2 separate regions of the Mus musculus genome follow, and region 1 is linked to region 2. A link is a contact called in public ChIA-PET data. All regions are on one chromosome and are shown on one strand. Each heading gives the region's core, a stretch centred on a gene start, on an enhancer-like site or on the middle of the called end of the contact. The rest is flanking DNA. Distances are from core to core; before and after follow the strand shown. Region 1 holds the start of Ap2m1 (adaptor-related protein complex 2, mu 1 subunit). Region 2 holds the start of Klhl6 (kelch-like 6).

Region 1 (3,673 bases), core at 887-3,386, 550 kb after region 2:
AGAAGCATGATTTGATCTTAGCTGTCTTCGGTTCTCTCTAACTCTGCCTTTTCCTGTGATCTTGAGAATCCCTCGTCAGTGCTCACTTGTGCGCTGGACGCCAGTACCCTTGTCATCCTGTCTTTGGCTCACATCTCCTCCTTTCCCACTCCCATGATAGTGTCAGCCATTCTCTTCTTAAGCTGTTGATATGCTGGCCACTTCTAAATCTGGATCTCCAACCCCAGCTTCCCCTCTCTTTAGACCTGTTTTTATTACCCACTGGACATCTCCACAGGCATGTCCATAATAGTCAAGCATTATTCCTCTTGAATTCCTGTCCTGGTGACCTTCGTTACAAGCTACACCTACATGGTATTAGTCAGCATCACACACCCTTCTACTCTTGACACTCTGAAGTTCAGCTGTTCCTCTCCCTTTCTTAATTTACAGAGCATGGGATTTGGAGTCAAGTTGGTTTGGGCTTGAATTCCAGCTCTCATTTTTGGTTGTGTAAAAGAGTTATTTAACCTCTCTGGAGCCTCAGTCCTCCCATATGTAAAATGATGATAATAATACCTACCTCACAGGGTTGTTGTGAGGAATTAGATATTGTACGAAAAGTGCCTAGCACAGTGCCTGGCACACAATAGAGTAGGTGCTCAATAAATGGTAGCTATTATTATTATTATTATTATTATTATTATTATTATTATTATTAATTTACTCTAAACCAGCAAACTTTTAGGGTATATTGGGAAGAGAAAACCTTTGCAAAGATAGATATGAAGCCTTGAATGATAGTTCAGGAGTTAGAAGTTTTTGGGTTTTCGCTACTTAGAAGGAGATTGCTAGGAATAGTAGGGTTAGCAACCAGATTTAAGCACCCACCCACTTCCTTTCTGCCATAGAAGTCTCTGGCCTGTTTAGGCAGCAGGATGTCTCTGTCTCCTGAGAGAAAAACCAAATTTTCCTGATTTGGCAATAATCAGACAGCTGTTTGTGTCCAGGTTGGCTCTTCCTCATTCTCTCAGTTTGGATATCATAGGAAATCTTTTCTCTCCTTTTTTGTTTTTATGAGACAGGGTTTCTCTTTGTAGCCCTGGCTGTCCTGGAACTTGATCTGTAGACCAGGCTGACCTTGAACTCAGAGTGCTGCCTGCCTCTACCCCCCCCCCCCCCCCCGCCCCAGTGCTGAGATTAAAAGCATGTGCCACCACTGCACAGTTGAGAAATGGGATTTTTTTTTTTTTCGAGACAGGGTTTTTCTGTAGCCCTGGCTGTCCTGGAACTCACTTTGTAGACCAGGCTGGCCTCGAAGTCAGAAATTCTCCTGCCTCTGCCTCCCAAGTGCTGGGATTAAAGGAGAAATGGGATTTTAAAATCCCATGCCCAACTAAACTGGAGTAGAGGGCAAAAGGGGTCTCTTATGTAGCCTGGGCTGTCTTGAAACTCTCTATTTAGACCAGGATGGCCTCAAACTCACAGAGATGCTCTTGCCTCTGCCTCCAGAACTCTGGAATTAACGGCATACGTCACCATCACACCACAGTCACAGATTTAGCTGAGGAAAACATTAACGTTTAGCTGTCTTCCTTCCCAGCTTTTCTGTTTGGATAATTATCCCTGAGAAAGGGATCAGTCCAATCCTAGAATATATATAAAATACATACAAATAAATTTTATATATATATATAAAAACACACACACACACGTTTGGGAGAATCAAACGTGGTGTTTAAAAAAAAAAAAAAACAGTAAATTCAGCAGTAACAAGCTTATGCCAAGTTGTGTTTGTAAAGTAGCCAGTCTTCGAAATCTGGAGACAATAAAAGACTATAGTAATTCAAAATTTACAATTGGTTTCGACAAATAGCTTTGGTCTCTTAAAGCTACCCCACTTAACTAGGAACAGGAAGGGTCGCAGAGACTACACTTCCCGTGATTCTCAGTGAAGCAAACAATGGTTGGAGTGTATCACGACACGTGTTGCTTGCAAGGCGCACTAAAGCTGACGTCTTCTCTGTCTTGAAGGCTGTCGGTAGTTGTAGTTTTGTTGAGCCTAGGGCGCTCAGATGTGTCAGCTTGAAAGCTGCGGGGACTGACGGGACTTGTAGTCGCCGCTGGAGGCGAGCGCGCAGGCGCAGCTGCGATCGGGGCGGGGTGGGGCGGGAGCACTGCAGTGAAAGCCGAGGCAGCAGACAGGCGAGCTGGGGGCGGGCGGACATCTTGGGATCCGAGAGTGGCCAGGCCGGCCTTGTGGGGGCTGCTGACTCCAGGTGAGCTGGGAGGCTTGACTTAGAGGTCCTTATCAGGCGACGAGGGTGCTGTGGTAGCCTGCCTTGCCCTGCACGGTGCTGGGTGGAAAACTGCCCGCACCGGGGAGTGGCCTCAGCCTTCAGACCCGGGAGGGAGTAGACAACCGGGCGGGGGTGCCTTGGGCGCGATTGCAGCAAGGGCGGGGAGCAACGCCTTCCAGTGACCCGCCAGGCGTCTCCGGGAAGAGACTAGGGCTGGAATCCTAGAGCGGGAGACGCCGCGCGGCGCCCCATCCCTAGAATCCTGACAACCGCTCAACCCCGGGGTTTCCTATTTCCCCATCCCCCAGGACATTGACATCCCCTGGTGCCACTCCCTTGGACAGTGACAGGTCTCTCTCGAACACTGAGAGATTCCATCCTCCTGGTTTACCCCCACGGCTCTTGTACCTCAGACCTGTGACAGCCCCCGCATCCCGTGGTGACATCTCCCGGGCCTAGATGTCTTCTCCTCCCTCAGCTGAGAAAAACTCCACCAGCCCCCTATGCTTCACTAACAGAAGAGTAGGCCCTGTCTCTCAGCTTTCTCTTTTTCTTGTCTATCTCTTTTCGCTGTTTTTCGCTCCTCCCAAGCTCCTATGACCTTTGCCATAGGAGACCTTTAGGGACTCCCACAGCTGTATTTGGTGCTTTGGGGTCATCCTGGTCTTTTGCTAGCAATTCCAGCTAACCCTTTCCTTAACTAAATATTGCATTTTCGTCCAGGACACACACACACCGCCCCCCCCCCCGAGGTCACACACACCATCCCCCACCCGAGGTTGATACCTGTGGACTTGGTCCTTTGCTCAGCGCTCAACCTCCATTTTGCATTTTCTTTCTCACCTTCTTTGGACTTGTCACTGGGCTTCAAGGGTTAACTTTTCAGTTTCAAAAAGTCTGTTAAACTAACCTCAGTGAAATTAATATCTGGACTAATCCAGAAATCTAGAACCAGATTAACCCCGTTACTCAAATATTCTACCTTAATTTTGACCAAAATAATTTGGGCAGTCGAGGCATTCTGTTATCCCTGCCCATTGCTTGGTAAACACCAGGCCAGAAGTGACTGACTTGGCAGATTTGGAGACACAATTTAGATGGCAGGATTAATGCTACTACATACAGACCTAATTTTTGTCACACTTAGAAATTTTGAAAAGACAGTAACCAGAAATAACTGTAAAAGGGGCTCAGCATTGAAGAGTTCTTACTGCTTTTCCAGAAAACCTGAGTTCAGGTCCCGGCACATGTCATTTGGCTCAGTACCACCCTAACTCAGGCTTGAGGGGTGGAGGGCAGTGTTCAGTCTAACACCTAGCTTCCACACATACAGCACACTGGCATGTACCTGTGTGTCGGTAAAAATGAAATCTTTTAAAGAACTTATTAAGCGG
Region 2 (3,511 bases), core at 609-3,108:
CACCTCTATCATGCCAGTGCAAAGCGAAACCAGTGACCGTTGTTTGTGGTAGAAAGCAGTCATGACTTCCCTCAATTCACATAGGCTCTGCCTCTGGCCTTGTCAACATATGGGAGTTCTTTACATACAACTGTCTAACTCTGTTGTTTGAATTCTAAAGAAAAACTTTCTCCTAACTACCCCAAATAAAATACAAATACATATATGAATGAATGATCTGAGCTATATATGTATATGTACTTGCTTGATGTTTATATATTTGATTATGTATAATCATATTTTATTTGAAATATGTGATTTTTGAAAATATTATATATATTCACATGTTATTTTCTTAAAATCCTCAACCAGAACTGAAAGGTAGGAAAATCTCACTAAAAATAAAGTGATTTTTTTCCCCCTACTTTCCAAAACACCTCCCTTATCCACACCATCCTTACTCACTGGTTCTCTGTCATTACCACACTAATGTTGACAATGCTGGTCCAGCTGTATTCATACAAGGTTTCAACAAAGATTTTATGAGCAAATGTATCTACCAGGCACTGTGTGAGATCTTTTCACTAAGAGGATCATTACAACAATGATAAAAGAAAACTGTCACTATACCCATCTACCAGTTGAAATTCAGAGTCGCCTAAAATCTCATGGCCAAGAAAGGGCTCAAGTGACATGGAAACATAGTGTCATCTCACTATGACACCTCAGGAGCCTTTCACATCCAGAGGCTTCTTGCATTGTTTGTCCTTCCCACCACTCCTTGTACACCAGAAACCCCTAATTTTCAGCACGTTATGTGATAACTCCAAGAGTGAGGCCACATTTTTTTCTCTACCTCTACTGATGAACAAAGACAACATCATGTTTTAAACACATTAGTCAAACTGAAGAAAGAGGGGAAAAAAATCCCCCTGGCTTAAGTAACGTCACACCCTTAAAATCAAGGACATAGTGTGGTGTGTGTGTGTGTGTGTGTGTGTGTGTGTGTGTGTGTGTGTGTGTTTAAAGCATATTTTCAATTTTATCATTCCCAAAGTACACTTGTCAAGGTAAAAGATAACAAAACATATTTTTAAAGTATGTTAGCTTGACTCTAAGAGATGATAAAGGATATTAAGACAGAGAATTAAGTCTTTCAAAGAAAAGTATCCGAATGGTGGAATCAGACCAAGGATGAGATGAAAGGTTCCAAGTAATAAATAATAAAATACTGCTTCTAAATGGTCCCAGTTTCTCTTGACCTAAATCAAAATTCTAAAGGTTGATAGTTTCCTTTCTTACATTTTAAGTAGGCACAAACCTTAGTGTATAAGCATACATATTTATATTATACATAGTACATAAGGTAATATATAATACAACATGATACCTAACATACTCTATGTAAGAATATATATAACCATAAATGTAACAGCAAACAAATCAGACTGAGCTTGCTCAGTCTTGTAGATTACAGAGCTCTCGCATCTACAGATGTTTTCCTTGCAATATACATGCAGTTTGACTCGGATTCAAAGCAGACTGACCTGAAATAGTTGCTGGCTGCAGCAAGCACCACTCGATGGCAAGAGAATTCCTGAACATCCACACACAAGATGACGTCTGTCAAAGCATTTTCCTCTCTCAGCGTCTCCAGGCCGTTCTGAAGAATTAAAGAAAGTCTCGTGTCGTCAAATTTTACCTTCTCCCCAGTTAATATTTCCACCAAGTCTCCCCTTTTCTGGGAGGACTTGTCTGTAGTCAGTGCTAAGGGTCCTTCCAAGCTCCTCTCTACCACATCGCTCATGGTGCAGGCGCCTCTTTGTCCTGCCATCAACGTCTAGACTAAAGGAGCTGCCAAGTTTCGGGGAGGTCACACTGCAGAAGCTGAACGGATTTCCTGCACAGGCCCCTCCACTTATCACCAGCTGTCACACATACATAACAGGAAGTCTCACACTTTCTCATCCTGTTACTACAAACACCACCAACTCCTCCTCTTCTTTCTGTGGACTGTCACAGGGTTAGGAATGTCTTTGAGTGGGTGCGTAGATCAGGGATCTGGTGGGGGTGGGGGGGGGGGGGAAGGTAGCTTATCTGTGTCTCCCGGGAGTACGGTTTAGTCCTCTCCCACCTCACGCAAACCTCTGCTTCCAGTTATTATCTGTTTACTTATACCTGCATCAACAACTAAGACTTCAGAGAGGAACTGCATAGGGGGACTTCTCTGTCTCCCACTATCTGAGACCCCTTTGGAGCCTTACCTTTCTTCTGAATATCCCTATAAACTTTCTTTCTGAATTTTAGGGCTTCTCTAACACATACCTTCAAATTTCTCCATCTTCCTTCTGCAAATGATTTCCAAGGGCCTAAGAATCACATGCTCAGATTTAATGAAAGCTATGACCATACTCCTGGTATCAGTCTTCTGTATTAGTTACATCGTTCTGATCATATTATCTGACAGAAAAAATATTTAAGGAACAAAAGATTTATTTTGGTCCAGGATATCTGCCCACTATGCCTGGAAGCGGATGGGATAGTGGGTCAGTCTCCAACAATAACACCACGTGGCATATGTTGTTCACATGGTGGTAGCTCAGAAGGGTACCAGTAACCTTCAAAGGCCTTCCCCTAAATGACCTAATTATACAAATTAGGCTGTACTTCATAAAGGTTCCATAGCCTCCCTAATAACACCAGTTGACAAATAAACGTTCAAGACATAGGCTTATGGCATGACATTTCAGGTTCAAATCATAAAAATGCTTCTAACTATATCCTCTGGTAATGCTGAAAACAATACACAATGACATGAGCCTCTTCATGACAACTTATACCATACTCTCTCAAATTATAGACATAAGGCCAAAACTGCTCTAGCTCCTTACCTCCTCCCAAACACACACACAATAAAATAAAATTCAGTTTCTCATTCATGAGTGTATCTACCAAACTCCTTATTGTTTTATATTTATTTTTCACATGCCTTAAAAACTACTAATGAGGCCATCATTGGGAAGAGAGGCCCCTTGGTCTTGCAAACTTTATATGCCCCATTTCAGGGGAACACCAGGGCCAAGAAGTGGGAGTGAGTGGGTAGGGGAGCAGGGCGGGGGGAGAGTATAGGGAACTTTCGGGGTAGCATTTGAAATGTAAATAAAGAAAATATCTAATTAAAAAAAAAATGAATGTAGCCAGATAGGAATGAGATGTAGACCTCTCAGCTCCTCCTGCATCATGCCTGCCTGGATGTTGCTATGTTCCTGTCTTGCTGATAATGGATTGAACCTCTAAACCTGTTAGGCAATCCTAATTAAATATTATCTTTTATAAGAGTTGTCTTGGTCATGGTGTCTGTTCACAGCGGTAAAACCTAACTAAGACATGTGTCAACCTAAATATATTCTAAGATTCATCATTAACTAGTTCAGTCTTTATAAGCACTGATAGATTATTTCTCTTCCAGTGAAGTAAGCCAATTTAAGCCAGATTAGAGTATAATAAAGGCAGGTTTATTTAGAAGCTGATC

The links. ChIA-PET counts read pairs in DNA pulled down with a chosen protein or histone mark.
Region 1: an RNA polymerase II ChIA-PET map of memory CD8 T cells shows a contact between it and region 2, with 36 read pairs. The contact joins the promoter of Ap2m1 here to the promoter of Klhl6 in region 2. A contact is called at or near these places in 1 of 39 promoter capture datasets (the HPC-7 cell line) and 1 of 115 datasets of contacts at active chromatin or transcription factors (memory CD8 T cells).

What each region holds. Positions count from the first base shown.
Region 1 is chr16:20,533,344-20,537,016 of GRCm38.p6, forward strand. Ap2m1 (adaptor-related protein complex 2, mu 1 subunit) reads left to right here and starts at 2,137. Exons shown (of 12, transcript NM_009679.3): 1 at 2,137-2,258. Dvl3 (dishevelled segment polarity protein 3) reads left to right here. Exons shown (of 15, transcript NM_007889.3): 15 at 1-670.
Region 2 is chr16:19,981,191-19,984,701 of GRCm38.p6, forward strand. It overlaps Klhl6 (kelch-like 6), which reads right to left and starts at 1,859. Exons shown (of 7, transcript NM_183390.3): 1 at 1,527-1,859. The coding sequence starts at 1,813.